Linked DNA regions of Anser cygnoides: region 1 is linked to region 2. A link is a contact called in public Hi-C data. All regions are on one chromosome and are shown on one strand. Each heading gives the region's core, a stretch centred on a gene start, on an enhancer-like site or on the middle of the called end of the contact. The rest is flanking DNA. Distances are from core to core; before and after follow the strand shown.

Region 1 (7,234 bases), core at 2,387-4,886, 240 kb before region 2:
GGCTTGCTCGCACTGTGTGGGCTACTAGCTTGGGACTCTGCTAGCTCAGGCATCGCTTCCCCAGGCTCTGTTTTGCTCCCTAAATTTAAGAATTGGATCTTGTGTTGATGGATGTTCTGCTTGTCCAGCAGCCAAGTACGAATTACTGCTGCTTCCAACTGCAGTCTGCAAGCCAAGAGCTAGACCACATTAGCTAGGGAACCACTGCGTTTCCTGCCAGTCACTGAGTGCAGCCTGGGGCATCTCATGCCTGAGATGGATAGGGTTCAGCTGTTGAGAGGAAGAGCCCTTCCAGAAAAGCTGCTTATGAAGTGGGGCTGGATGGAGGGACAGAGAGTTCACAGTTTTGAAGTAAGCGTTTGGACACTCTTCCGTTCTGTGATCCAACCCAGCAGAGTGGTGTGGGATCTGATGAGTAGCTGCGGGTGGTGTGTGAGGTCAGATGGCAAGAGAGGGGCTGTGGTGATGTGCCACAACCAGAGAACGTGCCTCCAGCTGGGCCCACACTCGGAGGAGCCCCGCTACAAGGCACGCTCCTCAGCTGCAAGCTAACACCATGGTCCCTCCTCATTGTATGAGCCAGCCTACGGGATATCCTGTTTTGGGGGGAAAAGAAAGCAAGGAGGTCTGCAGAATGAAAGTGCCTGATGGTCTGATGAATTGTAGGCATGTAAGATTCTGCCAGAGCAGGAGCACAGGCCCTCGGTCAAAGCAAATATTAAGGGATAACAATGAGAATGCAAATCTGAAAACGCCCTGATAAATAAATGTCAAAATCACATAGCTCTGAGTTTGGTTTTGATTTTCCTGCTGGATCTACATTGTACTGCTCGCTTAAAGAGTAACTAATGTTTATTTTTGTCCTGCAGTGTGTATTTAGGGAGCATCTTCAGAATCCAGCCAACAATTAGTAGCATTTTGAATGCTCTGGCACTTCGAATGGCAGCAATATAATAAAGTTCCGCTCTTTTTATGGTACAAATGGGTCCTGATGGTCATCTTTTTCTGGAAAAAAAATCTCATAATTGTATCTGTCTTCCTCCTTTTTTAGGTCAGCTATGAGATGCTGGCAAAAATCCCCATCCTAAAGAGTCTTCGATACAAAGAGAAACAGACAGGCAAGGATGTTACCCTCCAAGACGAACATCCAGACTTGGCAAACGCCAACAAGTCAGCAGCGTTAAATGAGAAGGCAAGGCCTGGAAATACAAGACCGCAGGCTGCAATGGGCTCGGCTCAAATGGGACAACAGTATGTTGAAAGTGATTCTTTAAGTCCCAGATTAGAGGGATCTGGCACGATTACTACTGTGTATGTGGGGAACATACCTCCCAGCGTAAGAGTGAGCGAGCTGAAATATGCTTTAAGGGAATTCCATGCAACTCCTTTAAAAGTGAATTGGCAGGGAGCGCAGCACAGGGCTTTTCTCGATTACAAGGATAAAGCAGCCGCAGAGAGTGCTGTATCCTCTTTGAAAGGCTTGAGCCTCGGGGGTAATACTTTGCGAGTTGAGCTGGCCAAGAATCAGAGAAACAAAGGGCAAGTAGAAATCAATAGTTAGAAATTAATTTGAATAGAGGGGAAAAAAAAAGGCATGTTTTTATTGTTTTGCAAGAAGCTGACCTAAGTTTTCAAGGTTATTAGTATAGGCTCTGATTTCTGCAGGCTAAACAACAAAGGCAAAGCCAGCTTTTGAAACAAATGAGGCATACATCTCACAGCTGACTTGCCTGCCCCATTCCTGCAGTTGTACGTGCAAAGTGCATTTGTCAAGATGGATGACAGAGGAGCCTTTTCTCTGAATGGTTGTCCACAAAGTACCCACGTTCTGTGCATTTGTTTTTCATTGGCCCTGGTTTGATTTGCTCTTCAGAGTGTACATCTGTTAGGCCTGGATCAAAAACCTACCCTTTGGTAGCTGCGCGCAGCCACATGGAGCGAGGTGGTTATGTTCTGTCATCTACAGATTGTACCTGCAGATTCGTGCTTGTGAGCTTTAAAGCCAGCTGCAGAAAATCTGTCTTAAAGGTTACAGCTATGTTTACTAAGAAACGGTGTTTGCCTGATGTGAGTTTTCAGCATATTTTTCGTAAAAATGGGGGAAGGGACCTTGGCCTATTTGTGCTCTTAAAGAACTGCTGTAAAAACACTGGCTCAGCCCCCATGTTCTAGTAATAACTATTAACATAAGGTGGAAGAGAAGGTAGCACCCTTCTCAGGTTTGTTTTGTTATTTCAGCCCTCTGTAAACTTTGTATGTTTTATTTCAGTCTGGGAGAGGAAACTTTCTCTCCCCTACTCCTCCCCAAAACACTTCAGGTGCCTTTTTGATGGATGTAGATAATTATAAAACAAATTATTTTCCTGATTGTCTTGTCTCTTATAATGTGGTGTGATTCCATTGCCTCTGGGAAATTACATTAATAGATAATCATTGTAGTGGAAATGAAAAGCAGACAAACCACAGTCAAAACTTGTTGATGATTAGTCCAGTTCTTTGAAAAGTTGCTGGAGATAGCGGCAAAGCCTGTTCTTACTGTGTCTTTGTCACCACCAGTGTGGTCTTCCTGCACCCACAGCAGCAGACAGTGATGAGCATTAGGGAGCAGCACTGACAAATTTTGTTTGCAGAAGTGCTATCAACTACTAGCTTAAAGTAAGTTTTTACACACACATGAACACTTACAGTGTAGAGGAGAATGATGATTTATGTGGTATGGCTTTTATTATATTTTTTCTTCAGTTCTTCATTCCTGAAAAACAAGCTGAATTTTGGCTGAACCATCCTTTCTAAACAGAAGCAGTTTTGCCATTGATGCTGGGCACATAGTCAAAGTAAGCATCCAAATGGATTTTTTTTTTTTAACATATAAGTTGGAAACTTTTTTTAGCCTGAGGGTACTGTTAAGTATATTTTAAGTACATTATTATGCCTCAAGGGTCAGACATTTCATACAGTATTAAATAAAAAATTCTGTTATCATGAGCTCTGCCCAGGAGGGACTCAAGGAAAGCATTGCTTCAACTTTCTGTAAGGTCAGCAAAGGAGAGGTTTCTGAAGAAGCAGGGCTGTGCTCTTAAATGCTCTCTTTTCCTCCAGCTCAAAATTATTTTCAGTGTCACTTAGTATGAATTCAGACATGAGCACTTCAGGGGCCTCTGCATCTTGTTTCGGTAGTTGTGTGCTTCAAGGATAGGAGTCAGGGGTTATGCTACTACTAAAACATACTCATTACATCATTGGCTTAGAAAGCAGGGGAAAGAAAATCAAAAAATAATTACACATCACTGCTTTCCCCTTCCAAATGATGGCGAGTTAAGCAACATGATCATGTGATGTTTTTTTCGACTCTCGCAATACTGCTTGCATTGGTGATGATGCCCAGGTGACCTCAGCAGTTAAAAAGCATTATTCTGCCAGGGAAAAGTTCAGTCGTCTGTAACTTCCCCTGTTATATTGCAGGTTGAACCAGCCTTCTCTGGTTTGTGGGAATTTCATCCTCTGCCTTATTTCTGTGTTTTTAATCTCTGAAGTTTCAGTGCAGATAAGAATAACCGCTGTTGATCTCATAGGGTTTTTTGGGAGGAAAATAATGGTTTTTTGCTTTCACTGAGGCAGAATGAGTCAAAAGAAATTTATAAGTGATAAATTATTTGTATTCATGTGTAAATACATACTTGAAGGTATTCCTAATATATTTTTTTATGCTAACCTTGGTCGTCTCTGTTTTTTGATTGCCAGAAACCACAACATATAGTTCCAGGTCAGCTGACCTCCAAAGGTAATGAAAAAGAGGCATTCATACCGGTTTTCTCTGTCTTCTCCTAGTAAAATCTTACATTATGCCAGGGGAGTTACGTTTGTGGTTCCATAGCCTGAGCTGTGCTAGATCTATATCCGTGTAGCCAATCTATGTAATTATCTTCCAGCCTGTCACTTTTTTCAGTCTTATGCTTTGTGAGGTCACATTTCACAGCAATACCTAATAACCTGTTACTTTTCCCAAAAGACAATTAACAGTCCAAACCACGCTGCTGGGAAGATATTAACTAGACAGAGATACATAACTGCAGTTAGGCTCTGAAAAGAAAAATAATTACTATACGCTTAAGATAATGGACAATTCATTAGCATTCCGAATGAACTGGAATAATGTTGACGCTGTGATAATATCCAATTTAAGTAGTCCTTTTTGATCCAGGTTGTTAAATGGCAAGGTCCTCTAGGCCTTGGCATCGTAAAGTCATTAAAGCTTGTTTTTAATTCAAGGTAGCAGCTGCTCCAGGTCAGAGTTTGGCAGCCCACTGCAAACCCATCTGTATCAGCAGCTTCAGCAAATCAGTAGTAACTAGTGTGGGTACAAGTTCACTTGTCATCTCTGCATCAAGAGCAACATCATGCAGGAACGAATTAGTACAGGCAGCTGCTGAAAATAGAACCTGAAGCTACAGAAGGCTCACCAGGGTTCAGAGCCTCTGCAGAGGGTTTAGTAGTAAGAGGTTATATGAAGGCAGAGCAGTAGTCATCAGAAATCAGGGGTGGCTTCCCCATACTCCTGCAGGTTTAGGGTGGGTGCTTTACTTTCACCAGGGTTTTCTGTTGGCAAATATGACTGAAGAACGTAACCTCTCCCTTTTCGAGATGAAAAATCATAACAAGTCCTAGCGCGTTTATGGATTGATATAGTATTCCCACAGTGAGAACCAGAAGTGATGTTGTAGGAACTTAAGTATTTACATTTTGAAAAGAAAAAAAAAAAAGCAGAATGACTTGCAGCAAAGCTGTTCTACAAGCTAACCTGTGAGATACACCACTGTATAGCTCATACTGTCTGAAATGCACTGTATATTAACACATTCAGTAGGAGTTTGACCTTGCACATGCTGAAGTCAATGTGATTTCTGTCTTGGCCAGCAAGAGAAGCAGTGACAAGGACGATGCCCTTACTGCCGCTTGGGAAGTTGCTCATCTTTAGCTAAGAGACATTTCAATGCAAGATGCTAAATTGCTGTTTAATTAAGTAATGCAAGACTGCCCAAGGCACACGCCTACACGGTTTTCTGGCATCTCTAGCTGTATGATGTGGATTTTTTCTTGCAGGCTGACCAATATTCTACTTGGGGAGACAGCAGATTTTGAAGAAAAAGTGAATGGGGCAGTTTGCATCTCTTAGATCTATTGTTTCAGGCTCTCTGCACGGTCAGGAAGACATCAGTTATACATGAGTCACTTCTGACTTTTCTCTGAATCCACAAAACTGAAATATAATGCTTTTTAGTGAATCCTTAGACTCTGATCTCATAATGAAACTCGAGGAACTGAAGCCTGCTTATGTTTCACTTTGGCCCAGATCAGGACTACGCAAGATATTTTAGCAACAATCAAACCACAAAGTCCGTGCCCTGAAGAATTTACAGTCTGAATTAATAAGCTTTAAAGATGCGAACTTTTACTAAAATAATAACTCTTCATTTTCTGCTGGTTGTACTTGTGGCCCTGGTGCTAGCACCTAGGATGAACTTGGCTATATATACATGGATAAGGTTTGTGCCTAATCTCAGGTGGATATTGGCCCCTACAGTCCCTCTTTATTGCTGTGACTGAAGCGCTAGTCTAGGACTGTAGAAGCCTCAGTGCTTCAACCCTGTTCTCTGTAATTGCCTTTTGGTGACCGCTCATGCCCAGAACAATGGAGAGAATGTACTTCTAAGCACTTAACCCCCAGTCTCCTTCTGTATGAATGGTGGGATATCCTTGCTTTTTACGACTCTCATGATAAAAACATTTACAATGAGAAAGAAGTGCCTGGGTGCTGAAGGAAAAAAAGAGGTCTGAAATGCCTGTGATAGATGTGCAGTCTGCATTTAATAGGAAATGAAGTGATCCCTAACACAGACTTGATTTTGGTTCACTTGCAGCAGCACAAGAGCCTGTGTTTCACTGCTGTGTGATGAGAAGAAAAGTTCAGCAGTACAATGGGAAATACTTTACTGAGCCAACTTTGTTCAGAAGTAATTAAAAATGAGGTCTTTCTATTCTCTGTGCAGCCTGATGTCCTCGCTTGTCATGTGGTTCGATGCATTCTTTCCAGCTCCTTTCATGGCACAAACAAGTTAGGATGTTGTTATTGCATGCCCCTCTTTTTAAGGGTTCAATGGGGAAAGATGCTGAACAGCTCCGGAGGCTGGTCAGCGTGAGCAAACCCAGCTCAACTTTCATGGCAGCTGAGAGGGTGCAGAGTCCGGCAGCGACCACCCTAGGTGTTACAGCGTGTGTGTATGAGCTTCCCAGAGTGCTTCTGCCCCCTCTGCTCATCTTCTGTCCCCACTTGTGGGAGAGATGCAAAGAGAAAACTGTATCGGATGAATGGAGCCTCCACCAGCTCCATTAGGCTGGAGAACATGGTCACTTTGGAGGGGATTTTCTTTTGTTGAATGATATTAGTCACAGCGTGGTGTGTGGCACAGAGCAGTGAGGCAACATTGTGATCTGCTAACAATAAAAACGAGGTGGCTAAATGCCACTCAGCACTGAAAACTATACAATCATGAGGGTTTTCCTTCAGACAGCTATGTCCATGCATTTCCTGGAACAAGGACAAGGCCACACAGCTTCAATCCACCAAAGACAACAGCGAGTAAACAAGCCATCTTGCTGTGTAGTCTCCTCTGAGTGACAAGAATCAGAGATTGTTTGTTTCCATGGAGAGAAAAAGGAAAAAAAAAGTCTCAACATCAGGGTGGGAATACAGCAAAGCCTGCTCCTGTGTCACAGCCAGGTCCCCATCCAGCCCTCCAGTGCCTCCATTCACATTTGTCCCTGGTTCCCTCCCAGAAAGCAGTCTTTAAGGACAGAGGACTTAGCTCATTATCATTGGAGACCAATAAAATATCTGGGGAAAGGGATGGTTAAATACTGGCTTCAAGTCATGTCTTTTTTTTTGTTTTAAATTTAATCGTCTTATAGTGCTCCAAAGGGAGAAACAAACGTTTTTAAGAAAATGCTTCCATTGAAAATCTAGCACTGGCTCTGCATTTTTCTCTATAACTGCAGCAAGGGTTGAGGAGGGGGAGGAAAAGCATGCGCTGGGATTTCTCTCATTCCGGTTCCTTAGAAGGAACAGCCCCATGCAGCAGTTCTGGCTCTGGAGGAAACATCTGTGACTGTGACCATGTTAGTCAGGGAAATGTACCCGTCTGTGAGGTAGGCTCTTGTGTATGAATGCCTCTATTTC
Region 2 (6,981 bases), core at 3,093-5,592:
GGTTTTTTCAGAGCACCCCAGAGACCGGGGCTGCTGCTGCTTCTCCTTTTCCCCCCCCAAGCCCCGCTGCCGGTGGGAACCTGCAGCGCCATTTGCATACGGGCCCCGTGTGAACACAAAGGAGAGGAGATGCTAAAGGCAGGCTTCCTGCAAGATTTTTTTGTTCTTAAGTCAAAACTTGCAAGAAAAAAGGAAAAGCGCACACATGCCTGACCACAAGTAGAGATATACTTAGCGCGACATGCGCCACACCAGACATCGCAGCAACGACTGCTCTCTGCTGAGCTGCTGTTACTCTCATCGGTGCCAAGAAAAGGGATTTATTGCAGCTCCCTGCCAGGGCTTGTGGCAGGAGGACAAAGGATTTGGGGGCTCAACCAGCCCCAAAAGCAGGAGGATTCAGGTTTGTCCCTAGTGCGTCACAGCCTGGCAGCTCACGCGATGCTCCAGTTATTCCCCGTTTCCTAAGCAAGGGGAAAACCCACGTGTGCTCCTTGCCAGCCCAGCAGCTCCTTCCCCACCTCCCGGCCCCAAAAAGGGGACGCAGGGCACGTCCCTGAGCTGTGGGGCCAGCCCCACGCCACCAACCCAGGAAGCACCGCTCGGATTTAGGTCAGCACCAGCCAGGGCTGCGCCTGGCCCCGTGCCCTCATCAGGGCACTCACATTTCTGCTCCTCCTCCGGGACGATCCTATAGACCTTGTAGGGCTCGGAGATGTCCAGCTGGGACCTGTCCGTCACCTCCTCGAAGTCGGGGCTCTTGTTCAAGGCGCAGCGCAGCCGCGTCTTCCACGTGGCCGGCTCCGCTTTGTCGCCTTCTTTGAACTTTCCTTTGAAAACAGCCCAAGCCTAAAAAAAAAACAGCAAAAATAGAAAATAATCCTCCGTGCAAGCTCTGCAACCCCCCTTGGTCCTAGAGGTGAATGCGCTGGGACCGCAGAGAGCATTTTTGGGCTGCAGCCTGCTCAGGCACATCTGCTGGTGGAAAATGGACCACCTCACGCTCTGATGTAAAAAATCCTAAAAACTTAAATATTGTCACACACTCCCAGTCTGTGCCAGCCACACACCAAGCTACAGGACCCAGATTCAGCCCTATACCCCTTACAGCCCAGCTTCAGAGCCAAGATTGAAACATGCAACTTCACCTCTGCACTGACCGATGCGAGGATTTGCATCCGAACCAGCGATATTGTTAATAATACCCAAACTCACAGCAAAATAACCCTTGCTTTCCAGCTTCTGGCTAATACCTGACAGCTGGTTTCTTTTTAAGATCAGAATGCCAGTTGTGCTTTCATGAGAGGTGGGAGAGTACGTTTTACTACTGGAGATTATAAAATACTACATATAAAAACATACAAATATACACAAAGCTACCTATATTGATGCGTTTTCAGGTGGCTGAATTCAGCACAGCCCTGCCAGCCTCACAGCCCACTGCTCCTGAGCTAGGCACTGAGGGTGCTGCCCCGAAAGACCTCGTCAGGACAGATACAGCGACAGACGGAAATGGGGGCAGGATGGGAATTCCTGGGGAAGACCCTGACCTTTTTGGTTCATTCTAGTTCACGACTGAATTTTCCAATTTTCTCAGAGAGGAGGGACTTTACATTTTGGGGAAAAAGCCGGGATTTCCTTCCTTCCCTCAGCCTTTTTTTTTTTAAATTAATTAATCCGGTCTTTTCAGAAGGAACCTGCTGGGAAGCTCAGGGCAGGCCACGGAGCACTTTGGGCTCTCACACCGGACGAGAACATGCAGGAAACAAATCTAAACCCAGCGTTAACATTTGAATAAAGCAACGACCTCCCTCAAACGATCCCTGTGGGGGATCCTACACAGATCAAAGGCGCTGAGGCATCTCCTGCAAGGAGCAGAGCAGTGAAATACGAGGTCACCAAGGCCGTTTCCCTCCTGCAGGTGGGTCAGCAACAAAAACCAGCAGCCCGGAGCCACGGAGAAGAGGGGGGGGACCCGCCTGACCCTACCTTGAAGATGGAGGCATCCACCTCCTGGTTGTAGTCCTGCTTCCCGGCGTGCTTCCAGGGGATGCGGAACATGCTCTTCTCCTCGTTCTCCCAGATGAGCCCCGGGTAGAGCTCGCTGTCGATCTGCTCGATCAGCCACTGCCGCAGCCGCCGGCCGCCGTTGCGGTCGCACATCCTGGGCGAGAGGAGGGAGACCCGTCAGAAGGGGGGGGGGGGTCTGTCCGTCCCATGGGGACGTCTGTCTGTCCATCCGCACCACAAGCGCAGCCTCCCCACAGCCCCTGCCTGCTCTAACAGCAGCTGGGCTATCAAAACAGGTCTTAATTGCTGCATCTAATTAGGACGAGCAGTCCCGCACCTGAGCGGTGATTACCCTGGAGAGCCAGGGGACTGCGATATTTCCAAGCAGGAAAATAAAAAGGAAAAAAGCAATTTGGGTAACAGCAGCCCCGCTGTGCTCCAGTGTATGGCACACAGCTGGAACAGCGCTGCCCGAGGGGACACAGCTTCCAGCAGCTCCCCCGTGCCCATCTGTACCTAAAACCTCTCTTTTTGTGATGGAAAAGAGGCGATTTTAGAGGAATTCTCCTCAATTTGCTACAAACCCTTCCTCCAGCTTCCAAGCAAAGCCCCGAGCACAGCAGCGGGCTGGCTTGGCACCGTTACTCTTCTCTTTGGCTGCAGATGGGTCACATCCGAACCCCGCAGCTGGAAATTAAAGCCCTGGGCTGTGCCACCACCTAACCAAGGGACATTGCGCCAGGCTGGCAGCCCCCTCCACTACAGCTAGGGACAAAAAAAATAAAATAAAAAAAGAGGATGAAGGCATCAGCCAGCGTGAGAACAGCGAGCCCAGAGCCCCGCTAGCTGGGGACCGGCCACGGGTGCAGGTAGCAGCCGGGGTCACCACAGGGAGCGGGGGCCGCGCGACCACATCCTCTCGAAGCCAGGACCAGCAGCCGCACTGACGGACCCAGGGGGGGGTGAAGTGGCCTCGCTTCAGGTCACCCTTGCTACTCTCAGCTCATTTTTAGCAGAAAAACCTGGCCGAGCACCCGTGAGAAAGCTCTGGCAGCCCAGCACCGGACCCGTCCTGTCCGGGAGGGCTTGGGGGAGAAGACCTGGATGTTCCCAGCACAGGGACCTGGTCCCTGCTTCCCCAGGGGCTCACAGCAGCCAAATGCCACCACCTCCCGTCCCCTCTCCATCACGGCCACCCCACAAGGCACAGACATGCAGCTCAGCCCCTGCTTTTAGGGGGGGGGGGGGTGGGCACAGCAGAGCCACACACCCCAAAGCACCCTCAGGAGCCCATCCCTGGGGACACGAGGGGCACACACAGCCCCCCCCAGAGATGCTCGGTAGCACAGGGCTCTAAACTCAGCCCGTTTTCTAAAAACCCCGCTCCCAGCACCAGCAGAGGCCGGGCCCTGCCTCTCCTCCACACGAGGCTGCCCCAGCCCCTCGCCCCAAGCCGCCGCCACCTCGCTGCCCCCACCCAAACCCCACCTGCTCCAGCCAGCCCAGAGGGTTCTGCTGTGGAGCAACAGGGGCAGCGCTGCCCAGGAGCCCAGAACTGCTCAGCATCAGGCCTGGCGTCCAGCACCCCAAAACCTTCCATTCCAGCACCCCATAGCCCTATTTCCTGCCCCCCCAGCACCCTAAAACCCCCATAACCCCATTTCCTGCACCTCCTGTAGCCCTAAAACTCCCATCCCCACGCAGCCCCGTGACCCTAAAGGTCCCTTCCCCGTGCACCACCGTGACACTGAAACTCCCACCCCCCTGCACCCCACGACCCTAAAAGCCCCATCCCCTGCACTCCCCACAACCCTAAAGCTCCCATCCCCCTGCACCCCACGACCCTAAAGGCCCTATCTCCTAAGGCTCCCATCCCCATACACCCCCATGACCCTAAAACTCCCTTCCCCATGCACCTCCATGACCCTAAACCCTAAAACTTCCTTCCCCGTGCACCCCCACGATTCTAAAACTCCCATCCCCACGCAACCCTAAAACCCCCATCCCCGCGGACCCCCACAACCCTAAAACTCCAATCCCTTGCACCCCACGACCCTAAAACCCCCATCCCCGTGCGACCCTAAAACCCCCACCCCCTTACATCCCCGTAACCCTAAAACCCCCACACCCTCGTGCAACCCTAAGACCCCCCTCCCCTCGCACCCCCACGCCCCTAAAGCCCCCCAAACCGCCCGTTAAAGCCCCCATACGGCCCCACAAACGCCCCCGCCCCGTACCTGCCGCCGCCCCGCTCCGCGATACCCGCGGCGCGGCGCGCTGGCGCGCCCTTATAGCGCCCCGCAGGGCGCGCCCGCCGCCCGCCCCGCCCCCGCGCCTCGCAGCCAATGGGCGGCCGCGCCGCCTCGCCTCTCGCCCAATGGGGAGCCGCCGTCCCCCCCCGCCGCCCAATGAGGGGCCGCCCAGTGGGGGCGCGCGCGCGGCTCGCGCAGCTTTCTGTGAAGCGCGCGCCTTTCCGGGAAATCAGCGGGGCGGAGCGGGGCGGCGCCGGGAGGGGGAGCGGGGCTGTCGCGATCCCTGTCGCGATAGCGGGCGAGGTCACGATACCGGTCAAGGTCGCGGCTGCGGTCACGATCCCGGTTACGATCTCGGCCGCGATGGCGGTCCCGGCCGCGATCCCGCTCGCTATCGCGATCGCGGTCGCTGTCACGATCGCTGTCGCGATAGCGATCCCGGCCCCGGCGGGCCCCGCACCCAGCCGCCAGGCCCCGGCGGCTCCCGCAGCCTGCCCGCGGAGGGTTCGGGGTTTTCGGGGGGGGGGGAGGGGAATTACCAGCTCACGCTCGCATTTCTCGGAAAAAAAAAAAAAAAAAAAATTGGCCCTGGGGGGAGACAGAGGGATGGGGAACGTGGGCGGGGGGGGCGTGAAAATACGGGGCCAAGGCACAGGCCCCCGGTGTGTCCCCCCCCCCCCCCCGGCTTTAGGGGCAGCGTGGAAGCAATTGCAACGACACCCTGGGAGAATTACGGCAATGACCAACGGGGGCTGGCAAAACCGGCAGCGGGGCCGCGGCCACCGCTGGTGCTGCTGCCGTGGGCCAGGAGGGGAAAATGTGCCCGGGGTCACCTGGGTCCGGGGTCACCTGGGTCCGGGGTCACCTGGGTCCGGGGTCACCTCCGGGGTCACCTGGGTCCGGGGTCACCTGGGTCCGGGGTCACCGGGGTCCGGGGTCACCTGTGTCCAGGGTCACCGGGGTCCGGGATCACCTGGGTCCGGGGTCACCTGGGTCCGGGGTCACCTGGGTCCGGGGTCACCTGGGTCCGGGGTCACCTGGGTCTGGGATCACCTGGGTCCGGGGTCACCTGGGTCTGGGGTCACCTGGGTCCGGGGTCACCTGGGAATTCACGGTCCCGGCACGTCCCGGGCGCAGGAGATGCTCTGCGGGCAGCAGCCGCTGCTGCGAAGCCGCCGTGGGCAATACCCCGCCGGGGGTTGCAGTTACTAGGGGCGTCCCCTGCGGTTCCCGAAGCTCGGGGCGATTTGGGGGAAACGCTGCGACCCCGGGATGTCCGTGGGATGGATGAGGAGCCGCGGGACGGGTGCTGAAAGGGCCGCACGCGGCGCCGGCTCGGAGGTTATCGCACCTACTGCACCTCTAATCTCTGCTTATCTCGTATCTCCGATGACTTCCTATTGACACCAGAAACCGACTTTCTTCTCGTTTTCCTGCGCCCCGGTTCCATTTTTCTGCTTCCTAAAATGCTATCTGAGGCGCTAAAGGCCATACCTACAAGGTTTGCTCAGCTTCCCACCAGCCCCCCCCCCCCCCCGTACGAACCGTGGCAGCTTTAGGATATCAGACAGCCAAACGAACCCTATCCTCCGTGTGAAAAAATGGGGGGGAAAAAAAAAAAAAAGAATTCTTCTCCCAGGAGCCCGCATGCTATGGCTGAGCAGCAGGTCTTTAAAAATTTTAATTTTTCTGGTGGTTTTCGTGGAGAAAATGGAAATCAGGTGCAGCGGTTGTGTCAATCCATCCCTCTGTTCCCAGCAGTAACGCACGGAGGCAGGAGCAGCCGTTCCTACGGTTTTAATCAGCCTCCCCTTTCGGACAGGCTTGGCATGTTGTCCCCGACTTTGTCACCCTCGGACACTCCAGTGCCCAGAATTTGTCATTAAGGGAATTCCCAGAAATATTTTAAATGCATTTTCTTTTTTTTTCTCAGAACAGATCGCAGAACAGATATTTTTTAGAAGCTAAGCAAAGTAATTATGGAAAAAAAAAATACAGAGGATGGCGTGGAAGATTTCAGTGTTTAGGGCTGCTGGGACAGAGAGCTTCTGTGTCGATGGACAGAGGGGGGGTGGCTGGAAATCCACAGCAAATAAAGGCCCGGGGCGAAAAGGACCCTGGAAAGGGTTTGATGCAGGGTGAGGCTCTCCCTCATGGAAAACAGGAAAAATTTAGCTCAGGAACAATTTATTCCTCCCATGCGTTGGGTCCGGTGGGCAAGAGGCAGAGCGGAGCAGCTCCAGCCCTGCACGGCCCCCACGTGGGGCTGCTCCCCTGGCCAAAAGCAGGCAAGGAGCCTGCGTTTTGGAAATGTGAATTATGGGTTCGGCCCGAGGCAAGGAAGGCACGACCAGCCTTCCAGAATTAAAAAGGCTGCTGGAGAGCACCAGCGCCCAACGTGGTGAGCAGTCGGCTTCTTCTGCAGCCGGGAACATCGGGGTCAGGCTGCAGGGGAAAGCGGGGCCGGGCAGGTCCAGCAGCCCCCCATTTCCCCCGGGGAGCTCGAGGAAATGCCGGACGGACCTCATCCAGCGGCGGGGCTGGAGCAGGAAAATCCAACCCAAGCAAAGGCAGCTTTTCCTTTTCCGGCACGGAGCCCGATGCTGTTTGCTGTGGGAGTTTTCCCCCGTCCCCGTGGGTTCAGCTCGGGGCAACGCCACCCATCCCTTAGGACCGAGCCACGCGGAGCCAGCAGCCAAAGGGGGGGGCTGCAAGTCCT

The links. A called contact is a pair of places that touch in the nucleus more often than the background predicts.
Region 1: a Hi-C map of liver shows a contact between it and region 2, with 3 times the contacts expected there. The contact joins the enhancer-like site here to the promoter of IRF8 in region 2. A contact is called at or near these places in 4 of 7 Hi-C or Micro-C datasets (granulosa cells and liver).

What each region holds. Positions count from the first base shown.
Region 1 is chr12:3,091,438-3,098,671 of Taihu_goose_T2T_genome, reverse strand. MTHFSD (methenyltetrahydrofolate synthetase domain containing) reads left to right here. Exons shown (of 10, transcript XM_048075141.2): 8 at 1,052-1,251; 9 at 3,742-3,781; 10 at 5,101-7,234. The coding sequence ends at 3,757. Among named protein-coding and RNA genes, the nearest start is that of FOXF1, 13 kb to the right of the region's middle. Within about 2 kb of position 3,636, at least 1 of the 3 cell types and tissues checked has open chromatin away from gene starts, as enhancers often do. A contact at or near this core is called in liver, where this site is marked.
Region 2 is chr12:2,850,972-2,857,952 of Taihu_goose_T2T_genome, reverse strand. IRF8 (interferon regulatory factor 8) reads right to left here and starts at 4,342. Exons shown (of 9, transcript XM_067004664.1): 1 at 4,248-4,342; 2 at 1,990-2,164; 3 at 666-849. The coding sequence starts at 2,163. LOC106049255 (dual specificity protein phosphatase 22-A-like) reads right to left here. Exons shown (of 10, transcript XM_067004661.1): 10 at 6,044-6,226.